Regions from separate parts of the Mus musculus genome. Here region 1 is linked to region 2. A link is a contact called in public HiChIP or PLAC-seq data. All regions are on one chromosome and are shown on one strand. The core of a region is the stretch at or near the end of the contact, and the rest is flanking DNA. Distances in the headings are between cores, read along the strand shown.

The links. HiChIP or PLAC-seq counts read pairs in DNA pulled down with a chosen protein or histone mark.
Region 1: an H3K27ac HiChIP or PLAC-seq map of acute myeloid leukemia shows a contact between it and region 2, with 2.1 times the contacts expected there. The contact joins two enhancer-like sites. A contact is called at or near these places in 1 of 15 datasets of contacts at CTCF or cohesin (the NIH/3T3 cell line), 8 of 484 Hi-C or Micro-C datasets (3T3-L1-derived adipocytes, the N1E-115 cell line, embryonic stem cells and 4 more), 12 of 115 datasets of contacts at active chromatin or transcription factors (the NIH/3T3 cell line, acute myeloid leukemia, bone marrow-derived dendritic cells and 7 more) and 1 of 9 other capture datasets (adipose tissue).

The regions. Positions count from the first base shown.
Region 1 is chr13:109,346,530-109,353,393 of GRCm38.p6, forward strand. The region is part of intron 3 of Pde4d (phosphodiesterase 4D, cAMP specific); the gene reads left to right. Among named protein-coding and RNA genes, the nearest start is that of Mir582, 25 kb to the left of the region's middle. Within about 2 kb of position 1,447, at least 11 of the 459 cell types and tissues checked have an H3K27ac peak or open chromatin away from gene starts, as enhancers often do. A contact at or near this core is called in acute myeloid leukemia, where this site is marked.
Region 2 is chr13:109,260,101-109,266,969 of GRCm38.p6, forward strand. The region is part of intron 3 of Pde4d (phosphodiesterase 4D, cAMP specific); the gene reads left to right. Among named protein-coding and RNA genes, the nearest start is that of Mir582, 61 kb to the right of the region's middle. Within about 2 kb of position 1,256, at least 288 of the 459 cell types and tissues checked have an H3K27ac peak or open chromatin away from gene starts, as enhancers often do. A contact at or near this core is called in acute myeloid leukemia, where this site is marked.

The DNA.
Region 1 (6,864 bases), core at 197-2,696, 87 kb after region 2:
ATAACTAGCTCAAAGGATCTGACACCCCTTTCTGGTCTTTGTGGAAACCCACACATGTGCATGCTTGTGCCATGTTAATGTACATATGTATACATACACTCACAGTTGAGCGCACACACAGATACACAGACACGTGCACACACAAATGAAAAATAAAATAAATCTTAGGAGTTCTTTTTTCTTAAAGAAAAGTGTTAGTCTTCTTTCGCGACCTGCCTGCCTGGGTTATAATTTGAGTCTTTGAGGGCTTTTTCTGTGATCTTTGGCTTTGGAGAAGTCAGGCTACATTTAGCTAAAACCAGATGAGAATCTAATCTGCACCTCCACATTGCTCCTTTAACTGGTAATTGAAATAGATGGTTGAACTGGGGGTTGGGGGGAGATGCTGATCTTATTGCCTGGACCACGGCTGCATGCTCGTTTCTTATGCTTCTTCATATGAATTTACAATGCTGAAAATGGATATATGCTGAGTATATGAAATAAAACATTTTATTAGAATGATAATTAAAGGAACAATCTTCATCATTACACTCACTAAATCATATAACATATTGATATTAATACTTGATAGAGCGGTTTTTCTCCAATCTTTATTAGATTCCTCCCAAAAAATAATAGAATTCTATAATCATAAATTCAAGCCAAAAGTAAAAAGAATAATAAACAGCTTAGAGTTCTGTCTTTCATTTCTAAAAAATAGATTAAAAATAATAGTTGGCACTTACACTGCCTTTCAGAAGTTGGTCTAATGACTTATCAGTCAGTACTAATGTAAATACTGATTTCAACTTATGCACATATATAGAATGTTTTAAAATAACTTCATTTGAATAAAATGGGTTGACCATACCATCATATGATTATATCATGATCTCTCTTTGTTCTTGTTCTTGAATAAAATATGTCATACAGTTTGTAATTCTGTAGTCTTCCAAATGTAGATGTTTATTCCTAAGGAGATAGGACCTTCGGGCAAGCCTATTTGTAGTGTGGGAACTACATTATAGCATTACCCATGAAAACATCACAAGGACTGGGATCTCAGCAAGATGTCCTGTGAGTGCATGGTGAAACTTCAGGAGATCCTCATAGCTTCTCCATCGCACAGAGCATGTTAGAATTGTACTGGCTTGTATATAGCCATATGATTTAAAATATCTGTTCATTTCAATTATCCTAGATTAACACAGAAAAATAGTATCCTTTACTTTCAGAGGGAAGTGCCAAGATTTCATAGAGCTCAAGATTTTCCTTAGTATCAGCTAATAAATACAAAGGAGAATTAAGTAACTCCAGTCCTTGTATATAGCTTCCCTATTATCTGAAGTTTGTGGCTGGGTAGGATTTCCACGAATTAGCACAGCGAGATTTCAGACAGAGGAAAGAACTGTCGCAAAGGCACAAAGGCACAACCGCGGGAGGTATGGCATGGTTTCAGGAAAATGTCCGTGGCCAGTGAGCTCACATTCAGGCTGAAGAGAATTAGCAGGCAGATGGCAATGGAATACTGTAGAAAGATCCATCTGGAACGGTTTCATGGGAGCACTGGGGACGCAGTTGGTCAAAAAACATTAATGCTTCCGGATTACATGGGAGTAGGGGTTAATGCCTGCCCACGTCTGGTGAAAACGGATGTGTAAGAAGCCAGGGCAGGGTATTGGAGACATTTGGGAGGACATGTCACCCTGGTACAAAAGCAGGAAGCTGAGGAAGGAGTGAGGTGTCATCAGAGGTCACGTCAAGATACAGGTTTGAGTGACAGGGAAGTCAGAGCCAAGGAAAGAGGTAGGAAAAAAAAATCAGAAGAAAATGCTAAACTGGAGGGTGTGTAACAAGAAGCTGTCTGTGGTTTGGTTGGGTGTGGGTAGGGCTTGCAAGTAGCCAAGTCTTAGTGAAATCAGAAAACTTCCACCGTGCTTTTGGAAGCCATTGCCATGTCAGGTGGATGTTTCGGGAACAGATGAGGGGATGGCGGGGAACTTATTTCAGAAGGACATGCAGGGAGATGCCAGGTCAGTGAAGAGGGCCTGGACTCGGGTAGCGGCGTGAGGGAGGGGCTAAAACAGAGTGATGGTCTCAGGACCCCTGCAGAGCTTCATCCAAGAGCAGAGAACATGCATAAACCACCCAGTCTCTAGCATCCACCTGGTAAACAGAAATGGGACACTCTGTTTTTGCTTTGTTTTTAGGTTTTGGTTTTTTAGATATTTTGAATTCTGTGAGAGAAGAGGTAGGTAGGTTGATAATGATTCCCCCATTCTCTTAGCCCTGACATTTTACTAAAGACCCAGAAACTGATTTTGAATTCAATTCACATATTTTCTCCATGATATCAAAGTTTACTCCTCTTGTACCATCACTCACTTGTTTTATAAAGACAAGAGCGCTTCAGGGGAAAGAGTGGCTATTTGTTAGCATTCTGTCTAAACTCCACCCTCACAGTTACCTGGCAACAGCCAGGCATGCTCCTCCCCACAGTTACCTGGAAACAGCCAGGCATGCTCCTCCCCACAGTTACCTGGAAACAGCCAGGTATGCTCCTCCCCACAGTTACATGGCAATAGCCAGGTAGGCCTGACCCACTATAAAAGGGGTTGCTTGCCCCCTCCTCTCTATTGCTCTCTTGTTCTCTTGCCTCTCCCTCTTGCTTCCCCTTTCTCTCCATTCCCTTCCCTCCTCTCGCCACATGGCCATGGCTGGCCTCTACATCTCTACTCTCTCCCTCTCTGTCTTTCTCTGCCTCTACTACCCTCTTAACTCCCCTCCCCATGTCCTGAATAAACTCTATATTCTGTCCCTCTGGGGGAAGGGATGCCCTGGCATGGGCCTGCTAAGATATCACTTTCCATCATACCTTTTCACACCCCCATAGAACATATCCCCTTATCTCTCTTTATCTTTTTATAAACAGATCACTATTTGTTCATGGATTTTTATCCTGGTATTGAATCTCAGACCCATCCCTTTGTAATTTCTGTTCCTTCGAAGTAGGTCTTGGTGACAGGCAGGGGCACAATTCCAGAAAATGGGGTGTAAAAGAAGCTCTGTTGGTGGATCCTTAAAAGATTGCTCAAGAGTAACCTCTGTTCTGTGCAACTGTGATGCCAACAAAGTATCTTATAGGTAGAGTAGCCTTCTCACGGGTACGTGGGAGGTGGCCAGAGGGGTCCTGGCATGTCAGGGATGCAGAGCAGAGAGATGCTGCTCAGTTCCTCCATGGAACAGCCACACCCCTCGAATCAATCCTGTGTAACAATCTCTGGACGTTTTGTTGGCCAGAATTAGATTTTCCCTCATGTCGAAAGCCAATGGAGCCATGGTTCTGTTGTTAGAAACATTCAAAGGGCACCTGAACGTGCAAAGTGGCTAAAGACATGAAATTGTCATTTTAATGTTATTTCTGTATTTGTAAAAATTTCTAAGTCGACAGTCAAGGAGGATGCAGAAGGGGTGTCATTCCTCAAGGAAGCAAAGTCTTTGGAAGGACAATGAAATTCTTCGGTAGAGATGCTGAGAAGCCCCAAGCTAAGCCTGACAGTCTCTGCATTCTGCTAAGCAGGCTTCAGTTGGCAAATCAAAATTTGAGCAGGACACAGAGTTGCCCGGGAAGGTAGTGTTCGCCCTCATTGCCCAATTCAAGGGACTTCTCTGTTTTCACTGTTCATTTCGGCATTTTCCTCAGCTTTTGTCTGAGCCATACAGATACATTATTCATTTCCATAGCACCTAGGGTCCTGCATCCTAATGTGTTTACAGCCTATGCAGAAGCCTGTGTCTGCTCATAGGAACAGAGCGCTGGCGTCCATCATGTGGGAGAAGGACTGGAATGCTGATGAGCTGTTTGGAGCTCACCCTGGCGTCAGGCCCCCCCCATGCATCCACCATGCCCCTAATGCACTCGGGCTAATTATAAGTCATCACTCTCATTCTTTCCAGAGCCTAAGAATCAGGAGGGCTGTGGGGGCAGATTCTTAAGCAATTGTGCAATCTGCCATCATGAGGACCTTTTACAATTCAGTTGCTCACTCTTGTTAAAATCTGCTGCTCAGTAGTCTTCCAATCCCAGGAAGCCCTGTTGCGCATTGCTCAAAGTTAAAAACAAAAACAAAAACACAAACAAGCAAACAAACACACAAACAAAAGAAACCAGGCAGCAATGGCATCCAAACATAAACACTGACAGAATTTTTGGATTTCCCTTTAGAATGGGTTTTAAACCTGGTAGGTAGGAATCTTTTAAATCTTGTTGAAAAAGTCCTAAAGAATTGGGATTCTGTTTAATAAACTGCAATTAACAGTTGAGAATCCCACTCACTACTTCTTTTAAAGTGACATTTTTAAAGACTTCTTATATTACAATATTCTCAAGGGAAAGTCCTGTTAAAATATCTTCAGATTCCTGAGACAGGGAAGAGTCAGCCCCTGTCTACATTTCTAAGAGCTTGGGTTACTTCTGAGCATGGCAACACAGCTGTAGCAAACACCACGAGCTGTTCTACAAATAGAAAAAAAAAATTACATACTTAGAAGTTGGCTAGTCTAGAGCTAGAATGCTGCAGATTTGGAGTCCATTAGGGGCCTGCTTTCTTGGTCATTCACGATACCTTTGTGCTATAGCCTTACATAGAAGCACGAATAGAGAGATCTCTGGGGTTCTCTTCTAAGGGGGCCAGCCCATCCACGAAGCTTCCGTTTTTCATGCTCCAATGACCCCACAAAGCCTTTCTCAAGCCCATCACACAAGGGTGAGAATTTTAACATACATAATTTGCGCCCCCTGTGGTCATCTTATCTTTTCTACTATGCTTCACCATAATATCTGTTTGGTTCTTTACATAGGTCACGTGAAAGCTAAGTAATAATAAAACATAGCTAGAGGGTTTGAATCTGAGTGCAATATAGTCATAGCCTTTTTTTGTTCCCTCCTTGGATTGATTTCTGGGTAGAATTTTTTAAGACGGGGCTGGGGAAGATGAGAGGTTCAGTGGCCTAAGGCAGATGAAGTCTGTTCATGGGAAAGTAAGATAATTACCCCATCAACTTGAAGTTGCTTAGAATGTCAACATCAATAACCGTCCTTAGAGCTCTGTAACCTGACGGTGGCAACTACAGAACCATAAAGCAAAAAAAAAAAAAAAAAAAAAAAAAAAAAGTCCATTAGGGTTGGTGACAAGGCCATGTTTGCTTCCAAATCTTGATTTTTGGAATACCTGGAGGCAGCTTCAGGTCTGTGATGTGTTACTGCTATCCTCCGAGGATTCGAGGGACACAGACAGCTGATATTCTTTTAGTGATATTTCAATTTCATTATCTGTATGTACTATTTGGGTCCAGTTTGGTAGAAGCATGTCACTGTAGGGGTACAGAGATGATGACAATGAAAAGCATGGTCACCATCTATTGCTGATGAAGTGTATGACTGTACAGCCTGGTTTATGTTGGAGATTAACAATATAGTTTGATGATCTTTCTTGGGTATGATAGAACATTCCAAAAACTTCTGTCTATGGAAAAATTGGTGCTATCCACCCACACTGATTATGACAGAGGCAGTTCACTAAATGCATATCAAACGTTCATACCATATAAAAAGTGGGAATCCTCTTAAATAAGATGGCCAGTTTCATCGATTTTATTTATATACACACATAGACTCTTTCTTTCTTTCTTTCTTTCTTTCTTTCTTTCTTTCTCTCTCTCTCTCTCTTTCTTTTCCTTCCTTCCTTCCTTCCTTCCTTCCTTCCTTCCTTCCTCCCTCCCTCCCTCCCTCCCTCCCTCCCTTCCTTTCTTTCTTTCTTCTTCTCTCTCTCTCTCTCTCTCTCGCTCACAAGCACACGTGTACACACACACACACATACACGTGCACACACACACACACACCCCTTTCTTCATGGCCTTAAATATTTTCAGAGAATTAGAAATTGACCTTTAAACCAAGGATTTTCAATTATTTCACTTTTTCAGATGGTTTTCATTTGTTTGTTTGTTTGTTTGTTTTGTTTATGTACAAGTATGAGAACTGGGCCAGGGCTGTGACTCAGTGATAGAATATGCACTTAGCATAGAGAGGCATGACTCTAATCTCTGGAACCACACACAGAAAAGTCTTGAAACTTCTTTTACTAATTCGACCTTGCACAAAGCCTCAACTCATTGCGGCTAGACCAAACAGAGGCATTCTCAGGGGGTGAGACGGAGGAGTCGAAGTGTAAAGATCTGGGATGATTTCATGGTCCATCTTTTTGCCTCTTAGATATAGTTTTCCTTAAGTCTTAGCAAGAGAATCTATACTTCAGACTTCCAAGTCTGTGGCACCAGATCAATGAGTCTGTCTGTGATGGTGAGGATGTCAGCCTGGCCAGCATTCATGCTGGAGTCCCTCTCCCTGGAGTTCCCTGTCCACACACACTTTCCATCATGACATTATTTCGAGAACATGTGACACCCGTCTTCCTTCTTCTCTGGTCATACCATATCCTTCAAGGCTCGCTTTATTTATTTATTTATTTATTTATTTATTTATTTATTTTCTGTAGACTGTTTTCGGATGTCTCTCCATGTTTTCCTGCTTCCAAATCACTGGTTAATAGCTCTTAAGCTTTTAAATCTGGTATGCCAATAACCAAGGAAAACTCAAATTGAGTTCTGCTTAAGTAGGGCTGAGTTTATGTTATGTACTTACGCCAATATACGACTTGGGAAATGAGTGTAAGGACTGGAGAGATACCTCAGCGGATAAGAGTACCTGCTGCTCTGACAGAAGACTTGAATCCAGTTTCCAGCAACCATGTCAGGCAGGCTTGCAAACCCCTGTAACTTCAGCTATAGAGGATTAACGCCCTTTTGGGGACTCCATGGGCA
Region 2 (6,869 bases), core at 6-2,505:
AAAGCACTAGTAATTTTCTTTTATGAATGTAGACCATAGGGAGATAAATAGCCCCTGCCTGCCTGAGAGGAAGGTCAAGTTCCAAGTTTTTCTTTCCTTTACATTCAGGAATAAGCAAATGGAAAGGCAGGCCAAACAGAGGAGTAGCAGGCGTCTGATGGTTAAGCCCTCCCCCCAGGACTTTTTATGTACATAAGCAGGAGTCACTGGAGCAGCTGCGCCGCATTAGTTCCGATAGTTTAACAGGCTGCTCTGCAGGCTGACAAAAGCCGAGCTAGCGCGGTGGCTTCCCTCCATGTTCCCGAGCCTCCCGAGCTCTGCTCGTCAAGTGATCTTTGGCTGGGGCTGGGGGAGGAGGGTGACGTTGAACAGGCTTCGGCGGGGGAGTGTGCTCGCCTGGTCTACACCCAGCAGCCTGCACCGAGAGACTGAGGCAGGGGCGGAATGAACTAACAGCAGCTGGATCCGACCTGTTTCCCTGGACATTCCTCAGACTCCGGATCAAGGGACTCACTGGAAACAGGCCAGGCAACCACGTTGCCCTGGATTGTGGCCAACTGTACAAAGTTGACCAGGAAAATGGCTCAGCAGACGACAAGCCCGGACACCCTTACAGTCCCTGAAGTGGATAATCCGCATGTTCCAAACCCATGGCTCAATGAGGATCTTGTGAAATCCCTGCGGGAAAACCTGTTGCAGCACGAAAAGTCAAAGACAGCGAGGAAATCCGTTTCTCCCAAGCTCTCCCCGGTGATTTCTCCCAGGAATTCCCCCAGGCTCCTGCGCAGGATGCTTCTGAGTAGCAACATCCCCAAACAGCGCCGCTTCACAGTGGCACATACATGGTAAGGTCTGCACCGACCCCTGAAATGTTAGCCATACCGTATGGTTCAGTGATTTTTGCTCCTCCTGCAGCCTTGGGGGTGGGGAGGAAGATCTCTATTCCACTCCTGTGATTTATCGGAAGTAATCTACCTCCATAGTATGTCCCACCGATGCCCAAGTCAGGGCAGGAATCCTAGAGATAGGTAATAGGAGTGGTTGAGGTGGGTGGTTCTAAGAGCTCAGTCTCTATTGCAAGTTCCTACAAGAAAATTGGATTCCAGATGTCCAAAAGGAATGTAGGTTTGCTCCCATACCTAAGTAGTGGCGTTTCTTTGATTTCTTATGCTAATATCCCTACCAGGTTCTCCTAATTGGACCAGAACAGAGGGGAGGCTCCTCACACTTAGCGTCTCCTGAGTGATACTCCGTGCAAACAGAGATGCTCACAGTAGTGTGTACAGATGAGCCCCTCCCCCCCGCCCCCCAAACTGCCTCCAGCTTTATTGTGTTGATAATTTTCATCGTGCCTTTTCAGGGAAGAGGAAAGGGATTAGGAAGCCCGCAGGAAGTGATGGGCAACCCCTTGTTACTCTGATCTTGTTTTTCTTGAATTTGAATGCTTTGAATGTTTTGCACTTATATTTCCTTCATGAATATTTTATCATCTTTATAATGGGTGAGGTTATTTTATGCACTTGCTTCCATGTTTTGTTTGTTTTGTTTTGTTTTGTTTTTTCTGGAGGACTTTCAATATTTTCTTGCTCTTGAAAATATCAAATATTGAACTGAAGCCATGGGGCACCTTCCTCGGAGTTTCTGCCTAAGAATAGGCAGTTTAAGTCTTGTGTCTGCAGGTTCCTCTTCTGAGGTCTGTGGTACAGGGCTAGTTAACTTTAGCCACTCCAAGGCATTATACACGTACTATGTCTACATTTGGATAAAAATGAATGTAAAGTATGACATATTTTACATAACAAAAAGAGAGGAAGTGTGTGAGATGGGGAACTAACTCTATAATTTCTACAGAGTTTTCTTAACTTAGCCAGTGGGTCTGAGTTGAAAAAAATAAAAACAAAGCAAAACAGAAAGATGATGCAAGGAAGGACGCAGTCACAAGGGGAGCCCGATCTGAGTGACAAGCTTGTATTCAGTGACAGCACAGATAAAAGGCATGTCACACTCAAAGACACAGCCAACCCCAGAGTGTTCATTTTCAATAGCTAAACGGCTGACTAAGTAGGAGAACCTGTTGTCTTCTAGATTTTTAACTAGATGGCAAAGATTCAGTTCCATGGCACCTAGTAGTCATACAAGGGATAAGGCAAATGTTGGATTTTTCAGTGTTAATTTTTTATTTATTTATTTATTTATTTATTTTGGATCTGGAAAATGATGAGTGTTCCTCTGAGGAAGATGTCGTTGGATAATTTGTCAACAGTAAGCAGTGGATGAGAGAGAGGCAGGACAAACAGTGTATGATGCTGGGAAGGAAGGGGTTGGCTCAAGACCATGCACTAAGGACCAGGCAGGAAAGCCAGTTAAAGGTCTCATAGAAACAGAACCAGCCTTTGGGCAGCCTCTGTGCGCTTTAGAATTATATTCCCTAAGATTGTCTGCATTGCTGACAGGGTAGGCTTCACTCACCGCTTGATCTCAGACTACGTGAAGCAGCCTAGAGTTCATCTGAAGGTTATTGGAGCTTTTTGGACATGTTGGGTATACGGAAGGCAGGAAATCTCATGAAAACAGGCTTTCTTCTGAAATCCACTGCACTTCCTTTTCTGATGCTGTCTGGAAAGCCTCCAAGCACATGGTTTCTACTAGTATTCCTTTCTGGCCTATCCGCTCTCAGTCAGATCAGGTGGCATTAAAAAAAAGCCAGGGAAATGGAAAAGATATAGATGCTATTGATCCTTAATTAACTTAAGAGGAAAGAGTTTCCCTCAGGAAACTCTGGGAGGTGCAAATAGCACCTCAATGTTTTCATTTTGTTTCAGTGGAGCCCAAGGCTTTCAGCCATGCCACAGGTATCTGCAGTCAACCATGTCATCTGAGCTTCAGGCTTTGCACTAAGCACAAGGCAGAATTTCTTTTCAATTATTCATTCATAATTTTATTTATGAGCATGTGTTGTTTAAGTATACGCTACAGCATTTTAAGGGTGTAACGCAGGCATGCACACACACAAATGTAATGGGTATGTAACTGTAGTCAGACTTCCTACTTCCAAATGCTTCGTATGGTCCTGCCTCGGAATGTTGGCCCCTACTGGTGGTATCCTGTCCACTTAATGCATGTATAAACAGTATGCACTTAACTTGGATGTTTATATCTTATGTGTAATGGTTAGGAAGTTGAACAAGCATTTTTTCTTGGTTCTAAGTAGTTTACATTGTAATTGAAAAAAAAATATGGTTGGAAGGCATGTGTTTCTGTTGTAGAGCTTGTTGCTCTATAAAACCGCCTCCCAGTCTCAGTGCATTGACTCAGTGTGTAGCATTTACTCACTTCAGCCTTTTTGATTCTGGTAGAGGGCAGGTTGCTTTCAAATGATGAAGGGGCATGGGATCCTACCATCTTGTGGTTCTCTTGCTCAAGACAGATTTCTCAAGGTTGTCAACCAATGCTGAATAAGGATAAAGAACATGAAGGATGGCAGGAGTGAGTGCTTACAAGGCAAGTCCAGAAGCACACAGAACACGGAGGCTTGTTTGCTCTAGAACTCAGCTCTGCACTCACATCTAATTTTGGGGCTCTTGTAAACCTCTGAAGTAAGGATCATATCAAAACAATACGTTTGTTAGGTTTGTTGAATGGAAAGAACTTGACCAGAAGTAGACGTTAGAAGTGAGTTTGGTCTACACTGCTTTATGTTCCTGGGCTGGTCTTGAGCTTCCAACCACCTGGCCATGAATGGAGCACACACACACATACACACACACACACACACACACACACACACACAAACACATACACCAGTTAATTTTAAAATGCCTGGGCTAAATCTAAGACTGTGCACTCCTAAACCTCCTGCTGCTACCCCAGGCCCAATGGGGAAGTGGCCAGTGAAATCTCCCATGGCTGCTTGGCTCTGTTTCCTGCAGCTCTTATATCCAACCATCTCCCACCACTTCCTGCCAAACCTCCTCTCCCCCTGTGTCCTAGCCTGCCCAACTCTAAAGATCCCAGCCTGTCTCCCTTTGCCCAGTCATTGACCACTGACATCTTTATTGGTCAATCAAAATCTAATTGGGGACAAGGACCTTTAGCATTTGGACACACAGATTTCCCATTGAATCAAAACATTAGAACCAGTCTCCAACAGTAGACCTTCCTTATACCTGCCAATCAGTGTAGGATGCCTTCAGCTTGAATGTTAGGTGTTCGTTTTTTTTTTTTTTTTTTCTTCTTCCTTTTTTCTTTCTTTCTTCTTCTTTTTTTAACCTTCTATATTCAACACAAGGGCCATTGATTAACCCACCAGAGAGCCAGGGTTCTGTTCTACTCATCTTGAAACATCCATACTTCATGTCATGACTGGCCAATAGTGAATACTCAATAAATATCTCATAGCTAGAGTGACTGATCAACATTTTAGACCTCTTGTACCTTTTAAAAGGTCTCCTCTTTAGTTCCCTACGCACCCCATTTCACCTACCTGTTTCCTGTGTTTACCAAGCACATCTTCATTTGCTTTTCCTGTCCATTTAAAATGCAGCTTACACAGTTGACCAAAGGCCCGAGGACTATGAGACTTAAACAGGCAGCAGCTAAGCTGTTAGAAACCAGGCGGCGAAAGGATCCTTGCAGTTGAATTTTTGATAACTTGCTTAACATATACTTTGATCTCCCTGCTTCCCAATTTCCCAGGCATAGCACCCAGAGCTCTGGTTTTCTCTATGATAATTATGTGTAACTTAGAGTGCATTTCATGGGGAGAGATGCTTAGTAAGCATGGTTACTATTATTTTTATTCCATGCACTAAATCCTACTCATAGCTTTGGTCTGCATCACATTCAGGATGATGTTTATATTTCTAGATGGCTATAACTTGTCACTTGTTTGTCCATAGAGTGAATTAAATTTGTCTTAATATTTAGTGAGTGAGAGTAATTTATTTTTTAAACCATGGGAGAAGAGATGAAGAAGAGTATTATTGCTGGGGGGGGAGGGGAGGGGGACCCTCCCCTTTCACACATCTCTTAAGTCTTTGCTCTCTGAGAGCTTCCCAACGAAAAGTAATCTTGCCCTATTTAGATTTCTGTAGCAGTTTACTTTTCCCACTCTCTCAACAATTGCTGGTAATAATCGTATCTTGAAACATCAGCGGCAATTTCCTGGACTGCCTGTGTGTGAGGGCTACAACTTTCACACATCCATGCTTGCCTCCACTGTTTCACAGATTGAACTTAACATATACTATATTCCGTTCCCTGACTGTACGTAGGATTCTGATTTCATCTTAGTAGGGAGTTTCCTATGACATCATCAGGAATGCCACGTCTATGGAATTCCCAATAAAGACAACCAAACACCCAGTGTCAGTTTATTTCAGAGTAACCAGTCAGGAAATTGTGTTCATAGTTTTGGGGTTTTTTTCTCACTTAGTTTTAGCACATTTCCCTTATGTTAGGCCCAAGTAGGGCCCATGAAGGAAAAGAACTGCTGATTCCTGTACTGGGGACCTTAAAAGTCAGTGTTCAGCCATGATTAAGTTACAAAACCTGTGCTCTTTCTTTTTCAATTTCTGTGGGTTTTGTTTTGTTTTGTTTTTTATTTTTGAGACAGAGTCATGTTATGCAACCAAGTCTGGCCTAGAACTCACTACCTAGCCCAGTTTGGTCTACAACTTTCAATCTTTCTGATTCTAACCCCCTGAGTTAGGGTTAAAGGCTTGTCCGGCCACATCCAGCTCATTTCTCATTCTGTTCAGATGGTGCTTAATAGTAATTATGCCCACTTTTAAGTTAGGACATTTTCCTCTGCATGCAGTATAAACCCAGATATCCACCATTGAGAGTTTTTAAATGTCATCACTTCATCAGTATTTGCTTATGGTCTCCCTACCTCACAGTGCTAGGGACAACACCCAGAATCCCCTGTGTATGTAGCTCTCAAAAGCTGTTTCTTAAATTTATATATGTCAAAAACTAAGTAAAGATTTTCTAAGATGAATAATGCGATGGAGATTTTCCTTCCCAGTTGAGGACTAGATGGTGTGTTACACACACACACACACACACACACACACACACAAGTGAAAGGAGATGTTATAGAGTGCACAGCAGTGACAGGAGAGCAAAGGCCTTACCTTTATAAGCTCCGTGTATACACATGTGTCTTTAATTAAAACATGTTCAAAGGAAGAAATACTTACAACAGCTTGAAATAATAAAGCACATTAGCATTAGGATTTGACTCATTGACGTGCCTCTTTCAAAGGCTTTTGTCAACCACCGAAGCTTTGTAAGGAGTAGATGACACAGCCATACTTATTTATTCATATAGTTTCTTCATTAGGTATATAATTACTCGTGATTAAACGTGACTACTTACTCCTCGGTCATCCTTCTTCCTTCAGCAACTGAAAGTTCAGAAGTTCCTAGAGTGAGATAGATACTACGAATTCTATTCAATTCACAAGAGAGGGAAGAAATTGTCACCTCTAAAGGAAATGCTGTTTCTTTTAGAGTGTAGAGGCTAAACACACATAAGTAGGGTTTTGAAAGCTATGACTATTTTTGAAGACTGTGGACTTTCTTTTTCTACCTCTTGTGTTTAGCTCTCAGGCTCCTGCTCTCTTCTCCCTATCTCTCATCCCCCAACATATGGAGAGACTAGCATTATTGTTGCTCTCCTTGCACGTAGGAGCTTGTGTGAGGACTTCAGGTGAAGAGTGATACTAGTCTGGGATGTCTAAGGAAAACCATAGAGGGAACCTATTAAACACCTTGGCCATGTTTCAAGTGACCATGTTTGAAGCGGCCGACATCTCAGACGTCAGCTGTGACCCTGCTGTTTTCTTAGTGTCTTTAGCTTTTGA